Regions from separate parts of the Mus musculus genome. Here all the other regions are linked to region 1. The links are chromatin contacts, called in public Hi-C and HiCAR-type maps. All regions are on one chromosome and are shown on one strand. The core of a region is the stretch at or near the end of the contact, and the rest is flanking DNA. Distances in the headings are between cores, read along the strand shown.

The links. A called contact is a pair of places that touch in the nucleus more often than the background predicts. HiCAR-type assays count read pairs that join an accessible place to other places.
Region 2: a contact with region 1 is called in a HiCAR-type map of astrocytes, with 3 times the contacts expected there. The contact joins two enhancer-like sites. A contact is called at or near these places in 1 of 39 promoter capture datasets (cranial neural crest), 2 of 484 Hi-C or Micro-C datasets (muscle stem cells and trophoblast stem cells), 2 of 115 datasets of contacts at active chromatin or transcription factors (astrocytes and fibro-adipogenic progenitors) and 1 of 9 other capture datasets (embryonic stem cells).
Region 3: a contact with region 1 is called in a Hi-C map of uterus, with 2.6 times the contacts expected there. The contact joins two enhancer-like sites. A contact is called at or near these places in 1 of 484 Hi-C or Micro-C datasets (uterus) and 1 of 9 other capture datasets (embryonic stem cells).

Annotation. Positions count from the first base shown.
Region 1 is chr16:43,799,261-43,803,403 of GRCm38.p6, forward strand. The region is part of intron 2 of Drd3 (dopamine receptor D3); the gene reads left to right. Among named protein-coding and RNA genes, the nearest start is that of Gm26074, 32 kb to the right of the region's middle. Within about 2 kb of position 2,686, at least 150 of the 459 cell types and tissues checked have an H3K27ac peak or open chromatin away from gene starts, as enhancers often do. A contact at or near this core is called in astrocytes, fibro-adipogenic progenitors, muscle stem cells and 1 more, where this site is marked.
Region 2 is chr16:43,251,843-43,255,750 of GRCm38.p6, forward strand. The region is part of intron 3 of Zbtb20 (zinc finger and BTB domain containing 20); the gene reads left to right. Among named protein-coding and RNA genes, the nearest start is that of Gm9968, 110 kb to the right of the region's middle. Within about 2 kb of position 1,394, at least 63 of the 459 cell types and tissues checked have an H3K27ac peak or open chromatin away from gene starts, as enhancers often do. A contact at or near this core is called in astrocytes, fibro-adipogenic progenitors and muscle stem cells, where this site is marked.
Region 3 is chr16:43,219,719-43,223,564 of GRCm38.p6, forward strand. The region is part of intron 2 of Zbtb20 (zinc finger and BTB domain containing 20); the gene reads left to right. Among named protein-coding and RNA genes, the nearest start is that of Gm25873, 95 kb to the left of the region's middle. Within about 2 kb of position 2,188, at least 41 of the 459 cell types and tissues checked have an H3K27ac peak or open chromatin away from gene starts, as enhancers often do. A contact at or near this core is called in uterus, where this site is marked.

The DNA.
Region 1 (4,143 bases), core at 1,436-3,935:
GTGCCTATATGTTCAACACACACACACACACACACACACACACACACACACACACACACACACAGATGACTGACTGAGGCCTAGGTGCATGGCCCTTAAAGAAGAGGTTCTGGGATCAGAATGCAGCTAATGTTTCATTTGACTGAGTTGGTCATATAAGGGTGTCTTTTTGCAATTTGCCTCTAATTTGCAGAAGGGCATCATTTTGCTCGCCACAACCGTATTAACACACACGTTACCTTTCACCACTTAAAACCCAACCAGTAAGAACAAACTTTGAGTTGTCTTCTGTCTCCTATAGGAAAACCCCCAGAATGCATAGCGCTCCTGATAACCTAAAAGCTGAAGGAAGAGCTGTGCCTCCGATCTCAATAGGGCAGGGGCTTACATTTCATAATGGACTGTCCTCAGCAAACCTCAAAACAGAGCTCCCCACCCCCGTCCTAGGAAAGAAAACGGGCCTCAGAAAAGCTGTCTCCATTCTCCTTCCCAGCAGTGTGCAATACACAGCATTAAAATCTGTTCATGTGATGCCAGATAGCTGGTCAATTCATTAGAAATGCAGTCATTCACACAGACCTTTGGTCCTCACACAATGCCAGTCATCAGCCTGACAAACTTGACCAAATGGATTCAGTACTTTTTTGGTCATGAAGCCCTGGTCCATAATAGCAGGGTAGTAAGAGATAGGAAAAAAAGAAAAAGAAAAAAGAAAAAGAAAAGAAGGAAAGGAAATGATAAAAGGGATTTTGAAAGCAAGTAATAAATACTATTGTCATTAGATTCTTAGGCTTGGCTCTGGATGCTTGGATTAAAGCCTCCTTTTTCCTTTTAAAAAATCAGAGTGGGAGTTCTCTGTTCACAAGCCCCCACCCCACAGCTCCGGCATCTTCCCAGCAGGTCAGTCCCCTCCCACCGCATCCTGGGTCAGGGCTGACTCAAGGAGGCCGCTGAGAACGTGTCAGGGAAGGAGGACATGACCAAAGCGCTGAAAATTAGAGTCCTCCGAGAGGAGCCCCGGAATAATGCAACCAAATTCATTCACCAGAGAGATCTTTAAGTGGCTCTCAAATGGCACCCATCACACAAGCAAGCCTCCGCGCCTTTGCAGAGAGCACAATAGGTACCAGATGAGTCACAGGCACCTTGGATTTTTAGTTTGCATCTAAATAAGCACTTTATATTTGCAAAGGGCTTTCCAGTCATTTGCAAAAAGCTTTCTCCTTCAACAACTCCACCAGGGGAGTCCACAGAACTAAAGATTTATTGAGCCCCCTGTCTGACCAAATAAAAGGTGGTGAAAAGCTGCCTTCAGAGCTCTGGGCTCATTAAACCCAGGCAGGGAGTTAGAGTCAGGCCCTCCCACTCAGACCGGGCTCGTCTTTCCCCCAGCAGTCACGGCGAGAACCCCCCACTTGAGGTTAATGATAGCTTCAGCTGGACAGTCATGATATTAAGACCTTAATGAGCGATCGGCCACGTCGACCGAGAATCAGAGGGCGCTCCATGTGTGCTGAAGGTCCTGCTGTCCCTCGTCACAAGTCCCAAGCTAGACCCTGATCTTCCAGAGATTTAGACAGTCCCCCATTCTTGACAAAAGTTAGGGAAGGTCACCTGTGAAGGTCACGCCTGCAGCGCACCACTAGAAGTATAATTTCCTGTTATCCTAATTTGTGTGAATGCACAGGCAACAAAAACAAATATAGCTATCATTTATAAACAGTCCAGCAAAGTAGGTACATTGTCCCATTACATGTGCACATGTCAGTGGGCGTATGCGTATGTACACACACACACACACACACGGGTGGGGTGACTAGAATCACAAAGCTATTAGGTAATAGATGAATGGAACCAAAAGTCACTGCCCATCTTTTTATTTCCCCAGGGCTGGGGATGGAACCTACCACTTAGAATGTGCTAACCTTTGCATTCTTCCATGGAGAGACAGCTCCAGGGTTATGTTAGCTCAAGCCACCAACACAAGTCTGTGATCCTCCTGCCTCCACCTTCACCCCCTGAATGCTGACCTTGTAGGCATGTGCCACCAAGCCAGCTTGTGCAGCCAATATCTCCTACAATAAACTGCCCTGGAGCCTCACCCTGGGGCCCCTAGCTGTTAAGTCACACTGCCAAGTTCAGTATCTAAGCCTTACAGCAAAGCGACTCTAGGCTGTTTGGTTCCTTGTGCCCGTTTAACATCAACAACTACCCCAGCCCTTCAACAGTGGCTCACACAAGAAAGTTCTCGACACTTGTCTGATAAATAAATTTAATGTGCACTGCCTGACAACCAGGAGGGGGAAAAAATCACAATCATAAAACCTAAAGTCACACAGAACAATCATGAATCTCTTAGGCTAGCCCAATAATGATGGCGATACAGTAAGAACTGCCTTTTGGATTTTAAGTTGTATTAAAAAACAAACAAACAAACAAAAAACTTCACAAATGTAATCTCATTCAATAGCTGTGAACAGTTCTGTTAGACAGAAAATTTGAGTCAGAAAACTCCAGCCGCGGGCCTCACTGTCTGACAAGCTAGCTGCAAAGCTGGATTTCAGCCCTAGGGCTTTACCAGAGCGAACATTGACTGCACTCGGGTCGGCTGAGTACTCTACAGGAGAGAGGGCCGAAAGAACTAGATGCTGCAACACAAAGAAGGGAGTGGGACTGGGAACACCTCCAAGGGAGGTGGCCCTAGCCAGGGTTCCTTCTCCAGCCAAGCCGCGCCAAGCCAAGCCTGACCCAGCGCCTCCGCGGTTGGCCTTGAGCAAATCGCTCAGAGAGGAAACCAGAGGCTAAACAAGTCTCGCAGGGTGAGAATGCGGGGTCCTCGCAGGGCTCCAGGAACTAAGTGGGGAGGTTTTCCGGCTCTGCCTCCCCACAGAGCCTGGAGAGCCCCCAGGTGAGTCGTGAACTTCTCACCCCGGCAGAGCTGGCGAAGTTCTTGCTGCATTTTGGTGCCCTCCAATGGTGGATTTTGGAACAGCCTCGAGGTCTTAGCCACCCACCTATGACATGCTGGAGGGGGCCTCATTTATTCTAACGGCTTAATCATTTAAGAAGAAGAAGGGGGGAAAAAAAACATACTGTGACAATAAAAGACTGTAGTCTTGTCTCTCATCTCTTACCCCAAGTGAGCAAGAAGGTTTGACAGAAATTCTCCCTAATGCAGACTCTCTCAGACTTGTCTAATAAGATACATTAGATGTTAAAAATACACGTCTCTGGGTTTTACTTTAGAAGTACCTCATGGAAACCACTAGGGAAATAACTTGGGGACGTTCATTTTAACAGTACACCCCCACACTCTCCAACTCCCACCCCCACGTTCCCCACACCCTAACACGCTGGCAATTAGCAGAGTCAAGATACTTGGGGAGGTTCAGTTCTGAGCATTCACACTGGTCTCCCGAGTACAAACAAGTGGGATGCCAGCAAACCCATGTTTCCCTGCAGGGCTAAGACAGCTACATGTGCCTTGGACAGGGAATGGGGTCCTTGTCAAAGGCACTGGTCCTAGAGATGGGAGACCTGGCTCTGCAAGGACAACTCCAGTCTGAAACTTTAGATCTATCCTGCCTTCCCTGAAGTTCTGGCTCCTCTCATAAAAAGAGCTACGTTCAGTATAGTCTCTTGCTCATAGAAGTGATGGAGCCTCCAAAGAGCTGATGAGCATTAAAGTGTGTTTAAGACAGCATGCCATTCCCACTAGTGTGCTAGAACCATGCTGGTGAGAGCAATATTCCAGGAATGTTTCAAGTTGGTAATCAAGCCTTTGGTGGTGGCTTGACATGAGCAGTGGTGGGAGTATTTGCGCAACAAAAATTGATGCATGTTACAAATTGGGGCTTTGTGTGTGTGTGTGTGTGAGAGAGAGAGAGAGAGAGAGAGAGAGAGACAGAGAGACAGAGAGACAGAGACAGAGAGACAGAGAGAGACAGAGAGAGACAGAGAGAGCAAGAGAGGAAAAGAAAGAAAGAGGAAAAGAAAGAGAGAGGAAAAGAGAGAGAATTGTTAGCACATCACTGAATATTTAGCATGTCTGGATTCTTTTACCCGTTAATTTTTTTTTGCCCACACATTTTGGTGTGTGATGTTTTTGTTTATTTTCAGTTTTTATAATAACATTTTATATAT
Region 2 (3,908 bases), core at 144-2,643, 550 kb before region 1:
ATTTGCCTGGCTTTTAAGTTTGTGGATCTTACATGGGGCCTGGCATGGAGATAGGAAGGACATTTTTTTTCCATTGAGCTTTTACTCTGTTTTGAAAGGAAAAGTTGAAACAGAGTCCCTACTGAGTTTTTCACATGTTTCATGGTGGTAACCATAGGAAATAGGGAAACAGGAAATTGTTGGACAGAAGGAAGCCAAGGAGTCCATCTCAGCCTGTCCTCACCTTTTAGATACCATTTGGGCTTGATAAAAATTATTTTTATCTAGGAACAGATTTAATGCTTTATGTTTCCATAATCTTATTCAAAACAGTAGAGAAAATAGTACTGCTGATTATGTAAATAATTGTATTCTAAACAGAACTCAGTTCTTATGTTCTGAAGGAACTGATGGAAACATTCCTTCAGATGCCAATAGATAGAATCGTGGAAGTCTGCATTTGTAGAAGTCCATTTGGGGTATTTAGAGGAATTCTCAAAGGTTGTCATAATATATGTACTATACATGTGTGTGTGTGTGTGTGTGTGTGTGTGTGTGTGTGTATGTATGTATGTATGTATGTATATTCCAGATATGAGGAAAAATTCTTATTGTACAAAAATATCTGGGCATAGAATGATGATATTGTTAAATTTAGGTCACACGCATCTTCACACACAAATGTTCTTCATCCTGCTCACCTTTCTACTTCTTGACCTATTCAGCAAAACTGAATTCTCACTCACTGTCCATATTCAGAAGTGCTGTATCATGAAAATTAAAGTGCTTATCAAGCACAGTGATGTTCTTCCCTGCAAATGGAAACACACATTTTCTTGACTGTTTAAAGTACGCATGCATTCATTTGTTTGTGTCCTACCTATAGGGAGCATGTTGTGAATACCCTGACCAGGTAAAGCTCTATTAAAAGTCTTATCATCTCAAGACCATTGTGCTCATTACTGTAGTTTCTATTTTCTTTCATATGCTGAACATGTTATAAAAGCTATACTAAAGATATGACTTCCTATTCTTGTTTTATTTAATTGGTGAAATACAGATACCAAGTAGTAGTCATGGCGTTGTCTACACGTGGATACACAGCTCTTCTTTTCTTCTATCTAGAGTAGCATGTTGCTTTGAAAGGATTTGTACAATCCCACAATAATAAATTAAAAACAAACAAGCAACCTCTAACCAGATCATAAAGACTGCTTCTGATGACTGGCCAATAGCATCGCTCTTCCCATTCTTAGCTGAACCACACCAGTTGTTTAATCTTAGATTTTTCACATTGCACAGTTAGCTTTTTTCACAGTACAGTTTTGAAAGATGAGCACTGTATACATAACCATGATAAAATGCCTCCTGGATACAGAGCCTTTAAAGTGAGTGTGTGCCCAGAGGCAGGGAGGGGGAGGTCTGCTCGAGGTTGAAAAGCACAGTGATGTGTCAGAATGCTTGTGTTCTGACTCATACTGACACCGAGTGACTTGTCACTCAGGGATTTCACCAGTTCCCACATCTGACTCAGTGACAGTTTACAACAGTCTGAATTTCAATAATTATCCAAGTAATTAAAGTCAGAAACATTTTGGAAATGTTCAATATTGTATTACAATTTTAAACTGTAAATAATAGGTTTCTCATGAGATAGAGGGCCATTTTTGTTATGTTAAGTTCTCTTCTTCCAAGTGCTGGCATCTAAATTAACCAGAGTCTGGTCTAAGGGCCCAGTAATAGTTCATGATAGTTAAACTAATAAAAGAAATGGGAGATACTTAGAGAAGTATGTAATTTGATGAAATTTGTATTCCTTGGATTCTCTAATGTTTGACACAGGATGAGTTGAAAGCATTTTTTTTTTTTTTTTTTTTTTTTGACAATGGAAAGCTCTTGTGGGCTAGACAAGTTTTTCTGTAAAAGTGTAGTACTCAACTTAATTGTGCCAGGAGCGTATGCAGCCTGGAAGGACAGACACATCAGTGCAGACTCCCCGTTGACAGTGGCTCCTAGCGGGGCCTGAGGGTCCTCTTTAGAATGAGCCCCACTAGTGATTTGCTAGCCCATGTTCTAGAAACTCTCTCTGAAGTTTCTGGCAGTCAGTCAGTGCTCTAGCTTTTAGGATATGTGGTTCCTTGTTATGTGCAGAGTTAAAGAGATTACGTAATGTTCTATTCTATAAAGCACCACAGACAGAACATTTTATTTTTTCAGTATCTTTGGACTTTTCTGTTTGTTCCTAAATTTGCATGTTTTAGCTTAGGAAAGAATACAAATAGATCTGTTTTGTCAGAATTTTTACTTAATTGGCACTATAGGATCTATCAGACCAGGGAATCTTTTACAAATTTTGGGTTTTTTTTTTCTTTTTTATGCATATGTCCAGATGTCTACACAAAGCTAAAATGAATTGAAAGAAATAGCAGTTCTATTTAATGTAGTTAACACAGTTTTGTCATGCAAGGGCAACGACATCTGCTCTAACCTCTCACAAATACTCAAGTCCATAAGGATAAACAAGAAACATCCCCGTTACTGAGAAAGTTTTATTTTTTAAAAGACAACCTCTTTCTCTATTCCACATACTCAATTCCCTTGTCATTTTACATTATAAATAAATAACAAACCAATTTGGCACATGCCCACCGATTAAAAATAAAAGTTGTCAGAAATGAGAAGGGAAAGACAAAAATATGAATTATTAATTATAATATTAAGCAGCATAAAATGCCTAACATGAAATGATACCACCTACAAGAAATTTTATCAAAATAAAAATGAGACAATGATTTAATATTTATCATATAAAATTACATTGATGTAATTTTACATGGTAAATATATTTATATTATCTAGTACTTGAATCAAATTTAATAAAGAGATATTTTAATCATTGTAAATAAAATTCACTTCTGGGATAGTAACATAAATGGAAGTATTATTTTAAAATCATGTCCCGGCTAAGTTGTCTTACTGACCTAGTAGCTTTGCTCACTGTAACATTATATCCTGACATATTAGCTTTAAGATGTTCAACATTTTAAAAAACAAGAATGCCTAATTAACAGAAGGGATGATGCTTTCCTTAGGATATTACTTAGAAATTTACACCCCTGATTTTGTATGGGGATTAATATTTTTTCCATGCAGGGATTTTAAAAAGTGTATATTAAATACTGGTCATCAACAAAATATAGGATTTCATCAGCATACACACGCAGATATCAAGAGATGCAAATATGAAGGATCCCTGCAAATATTTCTTCCTGTGTCTTCCTCCAAGAGGCCCTGTGATATGTGAACGTGTGAACGGGGATGTGTGATTGCATGTACATATGAAAGCCAGTGCATATCTAAGAAAACTAGCCTTTGTGTTTTAGCACTTTAAATGTTTGTTTTGAATAAATTTTTTCCACAAACTACTTAAAATTACATTTGAAAACTGAAAGGAACTACCAAATAATTGCCTACATTTACCACATTCAGAAAAATTTCACAAAAATGAATGTAGAAGACTACTTTGTTGTTCCCTTGAATAAGAGTCTTGCTCATGTTTAGTAGTAGTTTTAATACTGCAGAAACCTCCATGACTCGTGATAAGTTTGCTTGTTCCACTTCAGTTGCTTTTGTTCTTTTGATAGTTTATTCTTTCAAGCATGATGTTACATTACCATCTCAATGTCCTTGCCAATCTTTGGTTTAAAATTTAAGTGAATTTAGTACTCTTTGAAGAGTCGGATCCATATCCAAGCAAAGGACAAAAAAAATCTTTTTAAAAAATTTTTAAACCATAAACTAACAATCTTGCTTTTGTTACCTTTATGACATGTGTTTAAGAAGCTAAATTCTTAGTATCCTATCTAAGAAAAACTTTTGTGTCTATAATCCATTGGCACTATCTGCCATCATGGGTACTCATTTTAATT
Region 3 (3,846 bases), core at 938-3,437, 580 kb before region 1:
GGAGAAATGGGTGGCCATGTCTTACATACAAATAACCAGTTTAAGAGAAAATATCAACGTGTCTTACTTCATGAAATACTCAGAGTAACCTTAGAAAGTTGAATCCTGCTCTCAGCCAATCATCAGACTGAGCATGGGGAACCCAATGGAGGAGTTAGGGGAAGAACTGAAGGAGCTGAAGGGGTTTGCAAGCTCATAGGAAGAACAACAATATCAACCAACCAGACGTCCCACCCCCACCCCCAGAGCTCCCAGGGACTAAAACCACGAACCAAAGAGAACACATGGAGGGACTTAGGCTCCAGCTGCATATGTAGTAGAGGATGGCCTTGTCCTGTGTAGGCTTGATGCCCCAGAGTAGGGTTATGCTAGGGCAGTGAGATGGTAGTGGGGGGTGGGTAGGCTTGGGATAGGGGGTTTGCAGAAGGGAAATTGGGGGGGGGGCATTTGAATTGTAAATAAATAAAAACCTGTGAAAAAAGAAAGAAAGAAAGCCGAATCCTTTTCATTCGTGGTCTTGGTAGTCTTGTTAAGTGCCTTTTGTTCTCTTGTTGCCTTGCTATCTTACTTCTCAACCTGGGGTACCTTGATTGCTCTTAAGAGCTTTGGTACAGCAGCATGGAATTTAGTCTCCAGTGTTGGCACCCTGATGTTTGCAGTGTATTCAGCCTGAGATTCGGATGACTTAGAAATTCTGATTAACATGGTTTGGAAACAGTTACCCTGTGTTCCTTTCCTATGGCTACTGTATTACGCTACTACCTTCATCATAATATGGCTTATGTACTTATTCTCCAATAATTCTGCAGTCTACAAGTTTAATGTCAGCGCCAAGGTCCAGGTGAGACCAGTGATACCGTCCTTCTGGAAACCATAGGAGATAATATTTCCTAGTTCTGCTGACTGAAATATTCCTTGGTTATGACCGCATCACCCATGGGACAATATCTGGTTTCACGGTCACACTGACTTGCCCTCTTCTATCTATAGGCAACCTCCTTCTGTTAAGAATGCATGGGATTTATGTGGTTGCATTTAGTGCCCATCTAGAAAATTCAGGAAAACATCTCCAAGGAAAAAATCCTCAGTCTCTTATTTTTTAACCATACAAAATGGTATTTATAGATCCAAGGATTAAGGTTTATGCATTTTGGAATAGAAATGTTCAAATGTTAGCATCAAGGTTTACATGTTTTGGAATAAGAATCTTCCAACTACCTCATCATCTTTGCCTGTGCATCCACCCCTAACCCTAACTAGCCTAACTAGCATCTTTCACTGTTCCTGTAGGTCAGGTGAAGAGATAGGTGGGAAAACCTAATGGGGAAGGGGAGGCTGACAGGAGGGGGGGGACTGACTTTGATGTTTGCACCTTGTTATTTTTAAAACTGAACCAGTTAAGCACAGGGCATGACTTTAAGACTTTCAGAATTAGATAAAGCTAGCTCCTTGATCAATGCTCTGAAGATTTTTTTTTCACATGGTTACTTGACCCTGATTCTCATAATTCTCATTTTAATCATGAAGATATCTAAAGAGACTCAAACTCAGTTCTGTGTTCCTCAGTCTTAACCTTCTTTCATTGCTGCTGAAGGCGAGGAGAACACAATGGCTAAGTCATAGCTGTCAGGTCTCTGTCACACTGCATTCAGGAAACCTGGGTGCTGTTACAACTGTTTTTGAGTATTTATTCTTACGATACAGAATGAGGAGGGATACTGCAGAAAGGTGGCTATGGGGAAAACATCTGGAAGAAATCACATTTCCAGGATCAAAGGGCTCCTTGTGCAGCCCAGAGGGTCCTCCGAGTGCTCCTCAGAGCAAACAAACAATTCTCTGGATGAGTCACTGAATTTTTTTTTTCTGCCAAAAGCCCACATGTGTTGCAAGAGCTCAAGGAAAAGGGGTGGAGAAAGGAGAGAAAATGAAGTTAAAGGAGGCACAAAAAATGACTTTAAAAACCTATATATGAATAAGAAAAATCGTAGCATGATTATAATCTTTTCATATATGTGGCATTCTCAACATTATACCACTTATATTGCCCTAGCCTAGAGTAAAATTATGTATAGTCAAAATATATTGAAAATCACAAAAAGAAAATGTAGCAAAGGGTGGTGGAGGAGACTACAAGACTTTGAAACAACATATCTCTAGTGCATGAAAATTGGCAACCGAGAGTGGCCCACACCCTAGCCAGTGGCATTTTACTGAGGAAAGAAAAGTTACTTATGAATCAGTACAGCCATGCTTTGTTCTGCATGAGTGTTTTAATAGAGCGAGTGTAATATAAGGATCAGGTGGGCTCATGGGAATGGAACAAAAGGTTTTGTAAAATTAAAGCAAAATAATTATAGCTCTAGGTGCAAAGCGAGAATACTCCAGCAGTTGATAGCAAGGACCTGCTCAGAGCGGGAGGGGGGCACACTGGAAGGTTTTCTTTTTTTCTTTCTTTCTTTCTTTTTTTTTTTATTCACTAACAAAGGCTTTTAATAGGTAACAGTTGTAAAGCATCTTTGAAAGTAATTAATGCACCCACACAAAAATTTATTAAAATGAAAATTTAAGGAATTGTCTAAAATGAATTAATTAACAAAAAAAGAACATCATGCCTTTCTTATTTTTTAAAGAAGGAGAGAAGGTTAAGCAGAGCAGATTTTTGTGAGATTGCATTTTAAAATGTTCTTGGTTTATTTAGTATCTGAATAGCCCTTAAAGAGAGAGTTGGCGGGCTTTGTTATCCTCTCCCTTTAGAAACACTAACTGGGACCTGGCATCAAATGGCGATTAATTTGCCCCACATGAGCTTCACCGCCCCTCAAAATGATGGCATCTGTTTACAAACAGTCCAAAGTTTAGGAAGTTTGCAGAGACCTGTAGTAAGCCGAATAGGCCATCCAGAGGCACAGATGGGTTTGTGCTGTTGCTCACCTGGCCTTTCCCCAGCCTCCTATGCCAATACTACTCTGCTTCCCGTGGCCCTGTAGAAGCTGAGGGCAAATATGTGAGGTCCAGGGTTGGTCAGTCTTACCAGAGACACTTCCTAGCCAGCAGGGAGAGCATTGACTGCCCTGATCCTATTTCCCTGAGAACCCTGGCCAGTTGCACTTGCTCTCCACCCTGCTTCTTTTGCATTTGTTCCCTTCTGAGATACAATTACAAAGGAAAGTATGTGCGGCCCACAGAAGCCTTTACTCTTTGCTGGGAAAATGATTCCTAGCTGATTTCAAAATCTTCCACTTTCAGAATGTTGCTGGTGGCTATACCTCAAAAACTTTAGGTCTGAACTTGAGTGAATCTCTGAGGATAAGGAATTTCAAACCTTCCATGCTGCAAGTGCTTGGATACGACAGCCTTTCTTACAATAGTGTCTTATTCTATTAATGCAGTATTCTAGTGTTTTCCTTGAAAAAAGTATTTCTGAACGTCAATTCAGGGAAAATATCATATGTAAGGAAGGGTGGTGTGAAGACAGCCTTCATGAGATAACATGACTATTACACAGGCTTCATAATGATAATAGCACACTGTGTTTACTATGATTACGTATGATGTGCAGATATTTAATAGAATTACCTTTCCCTTCAGCAGGTTTTAAATGTCTCTTATCAAGCCTTTGTTAATATTGGGCTGTCAACAGATTATGTTTATTTTTTTTCGAGACATTGAATTTAGTGCTTATGACTAATAGAGCAAGGCACTGAAAGTGTCTTTGCTTATGAAAAAAAACAGGCAAAATTATAAAGTCCAGGTAAAGGACACTGAACCTCATGGTCTGTCCATAAGCCTAGTCGAACTCCATTTTCTCTGGAATATGATTTAAAAACAAGTGAAATAAAAAAAATG